Regions from separate parts of the Gossypium hirsutum genome. Here regions 1 and 2 are each linked to region 3. The links are chromatin contacts, called in public Hi-C maps. All regions are on one chromosome and are shown on one strand. The core of a region is the stretch at or near the end of the contact, and the rest is flanking DNA. Distances in the headings are between cores, read along the strand shown.

Evidence for each region. A called contact is a pair of places that touch in the nucleus more often than the background predicts.
Region 1: a Hi-C map of leaf shows a contact between it and region 3, with 4 times the contacts expected there. The contact joins two enhancer-like sites. A contact is called at or near these places in 17 of 34 Hi-C or Micro-C datasets (callus, fibers, leaf and 2 more).
Region 2: a contact with region 3 is called in a Hi-C map of leaf, with 2.2 times the contacts expected there. The contact joins the promoter of LOC107896660 here to the enhancer-like site in region 3. A contact is called at or near these places in 12 of 34 Hi-C or Micro-C datasets (anther, callus, cotyledon and 3 more).

Annotation. Positions count from the first base shown.
Region 1 is chrA10:93,196,803-93,201,194 of Gossypium_hirsutum_v2.1, reverse strand. No RefSeq gene overlaps it. Among protein-coding and RNA genes, the nearest start is that of LOC107896659, 17 kb to the left of the region's middle. Within about 2 kb of position 1,919, at least 5 of the 9 cell types and tissues checked have an H3K27ac peak or open chromatin away from gene starts, as enhancers often do. A contact at or near this core is called in leaf, where this site is marked.
Region 2 is chrA10:93,145,024-93,149,274 of Gossypium_hirsutum_v2.1, reverse strand. It overlaps LOC107896660 (zinc-finger homeodomain protein 4), which reads right to left and starts at 1,304. Exons shown (of 2, transcript XM_041079030.1): 1 at 207-1,304; 2 at 1-176. The coding sequence starts at 277.
Region 3 is chrA10:93,078,010-93,082,290 of Gossypium_hirsutum_v2.1, reverse strand. No RefSeq gene overlaps it. Among protein-coding and RNA genes, the nearest start is that of LOC107896662, 29 kb to the right of the region's middle. Within about 2 kb of position 2,365, at least 2 of the 9 cell types and tissues checked have an H3K27ac peak or open chromatin away from gene starts, as enhancers often do. A contact at or near this core is called in leaf, where this site is marked.

The DNA.
Region 1 (4,392 bases), core at 670-3,169, 120 kb before region 3:
CTAAAGATTAAATGATATTCTCTCATTGGCATTACATGACAGATGAAAAATAAATGTGACAATGGGTCGTTTGTCTTTGTGATAAATGACTTTATTTCTATTTGATAATAATTGACTTTTCATGAAGATGTAGTAGCTATAGTGAGATAAAATATAATCATATTAGGAGAACGAATTTATCCCCAATAGATTAAGGATATCTTATAAGGGTAACACACTTATGACAAGGTCATTGCACAAGCACTAATTAAATAACTTTCGTAATGATATGTAATTAGGGGGAGCTTAGTCACAATACTATAGTGGAATGACTTCGTGACTAAATGAGTTTATAATTAATAGGCGAAAAGATGAAACTTAATTATAGATCATTTGAAATGTAATTATATATGTCTAATTGGTTCCTCAATTAGCTCATTGAAATCATAAATGAATTACATCTAGAACTAAAAAGACATGGATGAATGAAAATTATGAAGTTAGAGAAATGGGTCACATTCATAAATGAATGTGTTTTCTCACTAAGTATAAAATTGACTAGAGAATTAGTTGGAGGTTTTCGAATTATTATTTAATTAATTACAGTTAAATAATTGTAGTTCGAAAACGAAATTAAATCAATTAGTCATTATAAATCTATTGAATATGAAAAATAAATATATTTTCTCATAGATTCTTTTATGGTAAAATCGTCATGACTTCAACGAAATTAGAATTGTATTGAAAAATTATTTAATTAAGAAATTAATTTAGTTAATTAAATTAATTAATTAATTAGTATTTATTTTGGGAATAAAAAAACAAATTTTGAGTTGAATTAAGTTATAAAGTATTGGATCAAAAGTTTAGGAAACACATATAATTAGACCTAATATATGAGATCTAATTCCCCTCATTTTATGTGTGAAGGCCCCCACCTCTTCTAGTTAGATTAGGAGAATGCTTTTCTGTTAAATAAATATTATTTATGTTATATTTATTCAAGTAGAATTCTCTTATCTCTCCCTATAAATAGATTTATTAACAAGTTTTTACACACAAGTTGTATATATTTTTATATTGGCAAAAAATAGTGGTAAATTATTTTCCAACTATAAATTTTATTTTTTGAGAATTATAATTTTTATCGATTTTTATTTGAGAGAAATACTTTACTACTGAAAATAATTAAATTGTTTCTTATTCTATGCTTGATTCTTGTTGCTTGAGCCACATTCGACCCAATTCAGGGTACGAAGATAATGGAAAAAGACATTCAGTTGAAAATTTTGAAACTATATAAATTCATCTCATACAAAGCATAAATATTTTCAAAAAAAATTTACTGCTATAAATATTACAAACCGACTCAAATTTCAAAAATTTTAAACTTCTTCTATGACTAAAAACTGTTTTTTAAACCAAAATTGCTAACACATAAACTATATGAACATTGTATTGATCCTTAAAATTTCTTGTCCGTGAATTATGACCCAATTCCGACTTGTAATATCCTTCATAAAATTATTTTTAAGGTTATCGCCAATAGATTACAAGGTGTTCTTCCGTAATGTATTGATTGGGTGTATAGAGTGCTTTCATCCCTGGGAGAGTAATCTTGGATAATATTTTAATTGTTTGAGATGCTAGACTCTTATAGAAAAAAGAGAATCTACCTTTACCTTGAAATTAGACACATGCAAAGCATATGATCTGGTGGAATGATCTTTTGTGGAGGCAATGTTGCACCAAGTGGGGTTTCTTGATTCCGTTGTTGATGTGATAATGCATTGCACTATTACGGTGACATACTCGGTTGTTCTTAATGGAAAGAGGGGGGAGATGTTCTTACCTACAAGAGGTCTTTGACAGGAAGACCCGTTGAGTCCCCATCGAGTCTTTATTTATTTTTGGTTTGTAGTGAAGGGTTCTCTATGTCTTTCAATTTAGGGAAAGAGGAAGGAAGAATCATGGGTACTCGTGTTTGTCATGGTGGACCAAGGTTAACTCGCTTTTTGCATACGAGTTTTATAAGGCTACGGTGATAAGGGCATCGAATCTTAAGGATATCATAGAAGATTATCAACGTTGTTCAGGTCAAAGTGTGAATTTTGATAAAAGCCTTATTTATTTGAGTGAATGTTACCGATGACCTTCGGCTTCAGATAAAATTATTTTTCAGGTTCATACTGGAGCGTTATCCTCGACGGTTGGGAGGCAGAGAAGGGAGGCGTTTCAAAGATTGAAGGAGTGCATGCGCAGCAAAGTGGAGAGTTGGAGTGGCAGGCTGTTACCCCAAGGAGGTAAGGGAGTATTTATAAAGTCAGTTTTGCAGTCCATTCCCACGTATGTTATGACTTGTTTTCTGTTACCGATTTTGCTCTACCGAGAGATGGAAAGAATTTTGAGCCGTTTTAGGTGGGCTAAATCTAGTCATAAAAAGAGCATGCATTGGTGCTCATGGGCTCAGCTTTGTGCATCAAAGGGAACGGGAGTTATGGGATTTCAAAATTGGGGGAAGTTTAATATTGCCATGTTGGCCAAGCAGAGGTGGAGGCTCTTGACTAATCCTAACTCTTTAGTGGCACTCATTTTAAAAGCTAAATATTACTCCTCTAAAGATTTTCTAAGGGCAGAGATGGGTGTGAACTCTACTTATACTTGGTGGAGTATTTGGAGCGCTCAGAGGGTATTAGAGGTGGGGCTCCGATGGAAGGTTGGTGATGGACGCTCCATCTCAATTTTGAATGATTGCTGGCTCCCAGGAGTAGGAAACTGCAGAATTCAATCTGATCAGATTAGTAATGAGTTCAATATGGTTTCTGATTTAATAGTCCCTAATGAGGGGAGATGGAATATACTGTTGGTGTGAAGTCTATTTTCGAAGGAAGAGGTCAAGAGAGTATTATGCATTTCAGTTGCTGCATCAGGGCAGGAAGATGTGCAAGTATGGAGTGGGGACAAACACTGGAATCTACTCGGTATGGAGTAGCTACCAGTTGATAGCATCAGATAATTTTGATCCTATTGCTTCTACTCTACAGGACCGGCGTATGAATTTCAATTACAAGGCCTTAAGGGCAATACAAATCCCACCAAAAATAAAGATTACTTGCTGGAGACTTCTTAGGAATTTTATTCCGATTATGGATAACTTATACAATCTAAGGATTGCTTCAAGCCCGCTATGTCCAAGATGCCACCTATGTCCTGACTCCTGAGTCAAGTGTGCATGTAGTGTGGAATTGTTGTTTCACTCGCAATGTATGGGCGGAATTGAGTATTTCTTGGCCTGCACAGATGGACGATAGCGAGTTAGTTGATTGGTAGAGCTATCTTTTACAGTGGAGGGGGTCCAACATTAAACAGTACCTCTGTGTTATAATATGGGCACTGTGGAATTCTAGAAACAAATTAGTTCATGAATCTATTACCCAATTATATGGAGTCGTTGTTACCTTTGTGAGAGCGCATGTAGCAGAACTGCATATGATTGGCCAGGACCAAACGCTTGTAATAAGAACTCGGTCAGTAACATGGAAACCACCAGCGGATCCGTGCGTCAAAATCAATTTCGATGCAGCATTTCAAAAAGATAGACAAAAGTCCAGTTCAGGAATAATCATTCGAGATACAGGAGAGATTTTGGCAGCGTGGTTTCAAGTGAATGACCATGTACCGGATTATTTTGTGGTAGAAGGGCTGGCAGCGGTCCAAGCTCTACGCTTTGCTGAAGAACTGGGATTTCGAGATGGAGAGGACAGACCATGTGTGAGCGCGCTGATTAAAGATGGAAAGCAAATTGGAGCAGGATTTAGGTTGAGCTGTTACATGCAGCACAAGAGGGAAACAAATTAAGTGGCTCACTTGCTGGCCCAGGAGGGTCTTAGACGACAGTGTTCTGAGTTCTGGATAGAGGAGGTTCCAGGTATCGCCTCTGACAAACATGAATCGATGACTGTCTAAGATAAGGTTGTAGGAAACTAGTGGTGGGGCGGATCATTCATTATCTCTTTTGCTCTGGTGCTAAATTGGATCAAATTTTGAGTAGCAGCGAAGACGTTTTGGTCGATAAAGATGAAAAGAAAGAGAGAGTGGAAAGCTTTTCTTATTTCTTGTATGATCTATCTGATATGTAACTTAATTTTCAGCTGGCTATTCCTATAAAAATACATTCATCTCTGAATAGGGAACTTCAGGTGTTAGTTATCTATTTTATTTCTGTTTCTTATATCCCTATTTTATCTCAAATTAATTAAATGGTATGATATTTAAATAATTTAATATAATAATACATCGATTTTAAATAATTAATATCAATTATTTGTAAGTTTGATGACATATAAAATATAAATTAATTTAATTTTTTATATATTTTTTAAATAATTAATATAAATAAGAATATTTTGATAA
Region 2 (4,251 bases), core at 55-2,554, 68 kb before region 3:
CTGCTGCATGGTTCTTGAGGCACTCTCTGTACCTCACCGCTTTCTTGTAGGGCACATGATCGTCTAGGTTTGTGGACAAGGAGGAAGGTCCATTGGAAAGAATTGGGGGTGCTGAAGAAGGTATGATATGGTTGTGGGGTGCAGCAGGATCATGATGGATCATGTGCCCGTGCCCGTGCCCGTGCCCGTGCCCATGCCCGTGCCCATGCCCATGTCCCCCACCATATGTACTGTTCAAAGGAATTGGGATCTCTCCTTCTTGATTGGAAAGTTCCATTTCTAGGTATTATGTATTTTATTTGTGCTTTCCTTATTGTGCAAGGACTTTGAAGACCAAAAGAGGAGGAGACTGACAAGGTTGGAGTAGTGTTAGGGCAGGAGGCCAAAAATGATTAGAAAATAAAAGATCTATGCTTGCTTCCTTTGTTTATTAAATCCTAAATCCTAGGAGTTTTGTGGACAGCTTGTCAACTCTTGCACAGCACAAGAATAGAAAAACAATATTCTATCCTATCAATCCTTGGCACTGAGTCTGAAAAACCCTTGTTTCGTGAATGCCCAAACCCCATAACCAAACAATAATATTAACTTAAACAAAGAAAAAGGAGACAAAGGGAGAAGGATGACCCACTACGCGGTTATAAATAAAAACTTTGGCTATATATCAGGTTATTTGAGAAGCAGGTTAGAGAGAGGGTTAGGGTATGGTGTATCTATCAGAGAGTAAGGCAGATTTGGATTGATGATGGGAAGGACAAATGAAAAAAATAAAAGAGTCAACAATAGAACCACCTAGACTTTGAATTATCTCCCATCCTATTGTTCTCATAAGTCTAGGGTCAACTGGGAAAGAAGAGAAAACAAAAAGAAAAGGAGAGGAACAAGGCAAAGTGTGTGTTGACTCAATGTCTCCCTTGGAAATTAGGAAAATGATGGCTGTAAGAAGAGAAAGGAAGATCAGTCTCTTACTCACTTACTAAACTAATATTGATACAACAATGTCTTTTCTCTTTTATTTTCTATTCACTCTAGATATGGAAATTAATAAAAGTGAAGACGACCCAGGGATGAGAGAACAATGGCAATCAATAAAGCAAAGAGAATAGAGGGTTTGATCTTAAAGAAATTAAAAAAAAAAAGGAAATGAAAAAAGGGTAGAACAAGGGTGGTGAAGGAGAAAGAGGAGAAGAAAAAAAGAGTTATTGAGAGGAAGGATTTGGTAGTGAAGGACGCTACAAACAGGTGGGTTATACAAGTAGTGAAGGCTAAAAAGAAGAAGACAGAGAGAAAGACAAGAGGAATAGTCTGTTTAAGTGAGTTGAGAGATAAAAATAAAGCAAAAAAAAAAAAAAAGTGAATTAAGGTGCTTGCTTTGCTTGCACTATCAGCCATCAAGTTTACGCCATTTAGAGAGCAGTGTGTCAGAGTGTGCAGACACCACAATGGAATGAATATGAGAGAGAGAGAGAGAGAGCTATTCCCATCCCCCTTCTCATAGTATCAAAATTATGAATCATTTAATTACAAAATTTTAAACCTTTTTTTCTTTTTTGTTTCTTTAAATAAATTTAGCTGAACTTTGCTTCAGAAAATAGACATTCAAGCACAAGCATAAACACACAATTTTGCCCATGCCTTTGGCTCTCTTTTGATTGAAGTTTTTTCTTTCCTCTTTTTTGATTATATATAGCAAAATTAGGGTTTAAGTTAACTTCTGTTAATTAATTGAAGACATTTAAAAAGAAGGGACTAAAGGGTGATATCTGAATCTTATCTATAATAAATGTGGAGTTAATTGGGAGGTGACATACTTATCATGTGAATGATTTATTATGAAGGATCCCATTTTGTTTTTTTCTGTTTCCTTTTTAAACCATATCAAGATTTTAAATAGGAGTATAATTGAATTTTGTAAAATTACATATAATATCTTAAAATTATTAAATTATTAGTAAATTTATATTTTAGTTATTTAACTTAAAAAAATTATAAAATAATTTTAAACTATTTAAAATTTTTTATTTCAGTCACTGGATTATAAAAATTATTATTATATGGTCTTCTCTATACATTATACTTGTACCAATCGAAAGCTCTCATTACTCTTTTTTTTATAATTTAATTTTTTTATTAACTAATTTTAAATGTCATAAATTTATAAATCAAAATCTAAACGATTTTTTTATTTAATCTCCGATATTAAGAGTCAAATCCACTTAGATTTCAAATATATTTTCTACTCTGTTAATTAGTAATAGTTATATAAAGAAATTGAAAAGAAAAGGGGTATGAAATTATAGGTTATTTGAAACAGTGGGTAGAGATGCAAAGTTGGTTGTTCTTTTTTGATTCACAAATTAGTTGGAGAAAAGATTGAAACATAGTCTGACCTTTATTAAATTATTATTGAAACCACTTTATTCTTTATTTATCCCTGCCTTTATTCCACACTCCACCACACTTTATCCTAATTCTTTAGTTTTTTGTTTTTTATCTTTCTCTTCTTGTCTCTTCTTCTACTACTTTATCTTTTTTTTTTATTTCTTCTTTTCATGCCTCCATTACCATTTAGTTCATATTTACATATTAAATGGTACTAGCTGGGAAGGGTCCACAAGAATAAATATTGGCTGATGACAGAAGCTTGATCACAATTTTCAAGAAGTTGAGACCCAAATTTTTCTTTCTTTTAGGGAGGAGTGGAAAACATACATCCATCAATCCCAATCACTGCCAGCCCAAATTCTATGTGAATCATTTACTGCTTTCAATTTCCTTTTTTTACAAAAGAGATAAGATGATGTTTCATCTTCCAATTGGATCAATATCTCATAATTACCCTAAAAAAATCTTGCTTCATCTTCCAAACTCCATTCTTTTATTAATATTGTTCCTGGACAAACTTATTTTAATTCATAGGTGTCACCGATCACTGCAATGTTTTATTATCATTTGATTTATGTCAAACTCTGGAAATAACATAGCCCGTTGATCCCTAGAGCAATCTATGTTGTATCTACATTTTTTTGCCTTCTAAAGTTACTGATGATTCAACCCCCTACATTATGACTTATATCCCTAATTCCTTAGAGCTAAACTGTTGGCTTCCACATAAATGATCCATACCACTGATTGGTCCACGCCGCAAATATAATCACTTAGATGATCTAGGTCACCACAATACTTTATGCCAAAATTTAATCCATACAACCACAAGCTTAACCCATTTCCCTAATTCTTAATTTTTGACTTCCTAGTTTATTCTTCCTATTCTATGGATGTCTTGGTCTAAGGAACAAATAAGCATAAAGATCAATGTATACCCAGGAACCATTTATAGATATTGAGGTTTATCCATAACATCAGTAGCATAAACCCTAAAACACATATAGCATAACTTTATTAACCCATTTCTTTCATCTCTAACATTTGAATACTTGGTAACTTTAGATCATCCAAGAAGGTGAAGAAACCCTCAAAAAGTTGTGACCTAAACCCTAATCACCTTATTTAATTTATTCTAAAAGCAAATAACTTTTTAAAAGTGCTCATGCTTTCGAACAAACCTACTAAAAATTCCACCCTCATTGAAAAGCCTTAACTCATTTCCCTAAACCATAAATCCATGAAGACGATTGTCAAGTAACAGAACATGTGTTGAGTAATGAATCTTTCATCCAAGTTATTTTTACTGCTTTTCGAAGCATTAAGAACTCTTAACTTGTTTCCCTTACGAGAATCCCTCAAGACTAACCCTAAACCCCAAACCTTGAATGTTTAATCTTAAATTAACACATTGGATAAATGACCTTCAATTTATTTTACTACACCATATTCTACCTTTAATCCCTTGTTATGTAACGCCCATATCCCGTTCCGTTATCGAAATAGGGTTACAGAGTGTTATCATACAAGTTGGAACATTTTATTTCAATTAGCAACTAACCATAAAATTTATTTCATAAATTTAGATAAGAGTCAATATAAAATAAATCATATATGTACGGGTCTTAACTCCAGCCTTCGTAGCTCTAAAAATAAATTACGAACATTCAGGGATAAAATCAGAACAAATCAGAATATTCAGGGAAATTTTGAAAATTTCCAAAACAAGGGTCACACGGTCGTGTGGCCTGGTTGTATGACACTACCCAGACCGTGAGGTACAAAGACATGGTTGTATGGCCAACCGTGTCCTAGACCGTGTACCTTTCAAAATGTCGCCACACGGTTGTGTCGCTGGCCATGTGC
Region 3 (4,281 bases), core at 1,116-3,615:
CAGAACTTACGATCATATAGTAGGTTACCGTCAGATCGAACAGTCGGTGTGTATAAATCTAAAGTTACAGTCGTTATGGAATGTTCGATTCTTCCAAAAACCAAATAAAGGAATTATCTGCAGGCTAATGAATGGACTTAAAAGCTTGTAGAGACAGAACTTCAGTGGCACAATACAATATTTTTTCTCAATTTGTCTACCAAGCGCATTACAAATTTCTCCTGAAAAGCCATACCTGATTGATGAAAAGGATAGAGACCTCACAGGAAACAATTGTGAGAAGCAATTTTCAAAATTCTTTTAAAACAAAAATGTTGAATATCCAGTAAAATAGTTGTGTGAGTATATGGTTTAGCCAATGACCAATAACAAGTAGACCATAAAGCAACAACCACTGCAGGGAAGGCAGAAGTTCCCACTTCCACTAGCCCTTCAAGCAATGATGAAGGGTTCAACATTAAGATGATTGATCATCTAACACCCTCTATTGAATCGCATAATCGAGTGATAACCAAGATTAAGGCTAAGGTAAGGATCATTCGGCAGATTAGGGACAGAAATGTAGCACTAAAGAAAGATCTGCAATGCAAGTGATACTTGCATAATTATTCACTCAATCTAGTGATCTTGTACTTTTGATTCAATGAACTAACTTACTCCTACATGTTTGTATCAACATTCATTTGTGCCTTGGTCTAATCAAGAGAGTAAGGATATTTAGCATTTTGTTGGCAATTTTGTTGAAAAAAAAAAGAGGAGTAGAGTATAGATGATGGAGAATAGAAGTATATATGGAAGCTACTGGTTTGAGTGTTGTTGCTTGCTATATAGGAAGTATATGTCCTTTTGTTGATTAATGAAGTTGATGGTTAATGAAGCTATTTACGTTTCCAGAAGAAGATATTGCCGACATTGAATATGCATCAGAGCTTGTGGTGTTCATTTCTTTTTCTTTTGAACTTATTTGATTTGGTATGTATAAGTGAGGTGATGATACTTATTTGTTGATATTGTTACTGTGGATGTTGTGGAATTATTGAATTGATTTGGAACTACGATGATATTATGCTATGGTATATGTTTATTTTGATGCACTTTATTGTATCTGCTACTTAGATATAATTTAGAATTTTGATTGTTAGTGTGAATTCTAGAACGTCATTAATAGTTCAAAATTACTATATTATGTTCTAAGTTAAGGTAAGTAGAGCAAGGTTGTACTGAGGGGGAGGTTTTGTTGATTGTGGTAATTCGCTTCCCATGTTGTTTGATTTTGTTTATCAAATTGTCAAAGGGGAGATTGTTAAGGCAAAATGAGCGAAGAGTTGCTAAGTGGCACTTGGCAGTGCCAATTGTATACTACCACTGAGGTGATTAAAAACTTGTCTTATTTAGTTTGACAATTTAATGAAGAAAATCTTTAGACCTAGTTAATGCTTAATGCTTAAACTCTTAATATTTATTTGTGATTAATTGGGTGTTAGGAAGAGTAGGGGTTAAAATTGGCCTCCCCACAGGGGATCATGCAAGTTGATGTTCCTTATTCTTAAAACTACATATAAAAATGTTCCTTAAGCTTCAAACGTTGGGAAATTTCATTTCTTCTACTGTTAGGATTCGGACCAACCATCAATCATTCTACCTTACCTCATCTTCCACTCATTGCTATTTAAATGCTTTTCTTCAACTACTTCTTCTTCTTTTTATAGCACCTTGCTTTAATTAGTTTCCTTCTACTTTTATACATGATGAAATATAAAATAAAAAAGTAAAATCAATACTGAACATGCATGTGTCTCTAGAATTACCTAGTACAACATGTTTCTTTTGGTTTCATGAAAGTAGAGTAAATAATAGCAGATTAAGACGAAGGGTTTGCTTCACATGCAGTTCATGTTCATGGCTTTATGGACCACAGTAAAATCAATTTGGTGGACAAATTTCTGCAATTTTTTAGTCCAAGCAAAGAGCCACCACCACTGTCAAAAAATAAAAAAAAAATAAAAAAAGCTGAAACATATCATATGCAATTTTATTATGACCAACCCTAAGTCTAACAAGATATTTCCCAACATTTCTTTTTTTGGAGTTTGAAAACTTGTTCCTTTACACAGAATGTCCCATTTAAATATTATTTGGTTTGGTTCTTTTAATGTTATTGGATAATTTAAATACGTTATTGAGTTAATTAGTAATATATGAATAAAATGAAAACTCCTAAATTTCATTGTTAATTCTAACACTCTTTGGGTTAAATGATGACAAACTTTAAATTTAATATTATGGAGTAGAGAGATGTGTGTAAGAGAAGGCGTAGTTTGTGAAAGTGGACCCAGCCTGGCTTAGGCTAGTATGATTTTGGGGGCTTTGCCGAAAAGAGTAGGTTGTCATGGCTTTTAATATTTGTCTGGACTTGGAGTTAAGACTTAGAGGCCACATTAGCATGAGATTCAAAGCTGCACTGCCAATAAAGTTTATTAACCTTTCCTTTTACACTATCCATCTCTTTCTTCTCTGCCCACTATATTATGTACCTCTCCACTCTCATCTAATTTTAAACCTCATGGATTTCATTCTAAGTTATTGCTTATATTAACTTCACTTCACAACCCTTTCTCTTTTATCCTAAAAATGGTTCATTTTCTTATTTCTACATTAACTATCAAATATATTTTTTATTAGTAATTGGTTTCTCTTTTTAGAAAAAAATATCAATCTCTTTATCTTGAATATAATTTATATCAATAACGCTTCAAGATTAAAACTTTAAGATCTTAAGTGTTCAAGTTCGGATCTCACCTATGTAAACTATGTGTAGGTAAATTAGTTTGAGTTTGAGTTGAGTTAATGATTGATTCTGATAATAACCATTGATATAATTACAAGTTGTAACTTTAGCATATAAAAATTGTTAAAATAAAAGTATTATATTATTACGTAGGATTTTCTTAAATCAAATTGATTTTTTTATTGGAGAGCCAAGGATGATAATGATTGATGATTAGAATTAGGAAGGGGAAAGGGGAATTTGTAATAAAGATTGAAGACGCGGCATGATGTAAAAGTAAAAAGAGTAGGAAGAAGAAAAGAAAGCATTATTAGTAGAGCATGAAATAGTAGGGAATTATTCAAACAAATCTATTAACCTAAATTAATTTGATGAAGAAAAGGGAAACATAGAAAGAGAGGTATGTGGTGACATGAAAAAAAATTAATTTTTGACATCTTTTAAAAAATGTGTCATTGTTTGAAAATTCAAAAATATGTATATAATTTTTAATTATATTTATTAAGTTTTAAGTGGTGGTTTGACACTATGGAATTCACTCGTATAAAAAAAAATACAAAAGATAGATACAATTAACCCTAAAAGATATGGATGGAAATGCATGAATGATAATGATTAAAGAGCAAAGAGAAAAGGGAATCTGTAATAAATAAAATGAAGCAGCATTTATATGTAAAAGTAGAAGACGCATGAACCCAAGTCATTCAACACTTCCTGTTCTTCTTTTATTTTCGTTTAATTGTGGGTCAAACTATTTGGTGAGTTCTAGGACTCATTTTTTTCATATTTATTGTATCTAATTTAATTTTTAATGTAATTGCATATGGTAATAAGATTAAATGATTTGAAGGAAATTTTTCAAAAAGTAAAAATAAAATTGATGATGTTAAATTTTGTATGATAGTCAATGAAATTCGAAATCTATTTTTTTTATTTTTTTATTTTTAAAAAAAAAAGTAAATGTCTATTGTCTTGAGATATGTGAAGAGTTTGGTTTTATTTTCCTAAAGATAAGGCAATGATAGTGCAAAGTTGTATAAGGGGCTTGTTTCACACATTAGTTTGCAAAAGGCAATAGAGTGGTTGAATATTTTAATGACAATTAGGATCATAAAAGATTTTATTAATCAACTAATATATATACCTAATCTTATGTTCACCATCAACAAGATGACATTAGAATTCTATCCATTTTTAAATTTCAAAAAAAAAGGTTTAGGAAACTATTTCTTATTTCGCCATAGCAAAATCATGGTTTGGTTATTTGAAAAAAGAAGAATATATTTTTATTTGGATAGGTTGGATGAATGCTATTTTGTTACGCTTTTATTTTTATAATTACCCTCAAATATAGACGTACATATCAGCTAAGATGCTTTTACATCTTTTTTTCATGTCCAAACTCTAAAATTCCCATTTTATTTTTTAGATTAATATTTATATATTTCATGGTTAAAAATTTGCGATTATTATCTGCAGGTAACCAAATTTTA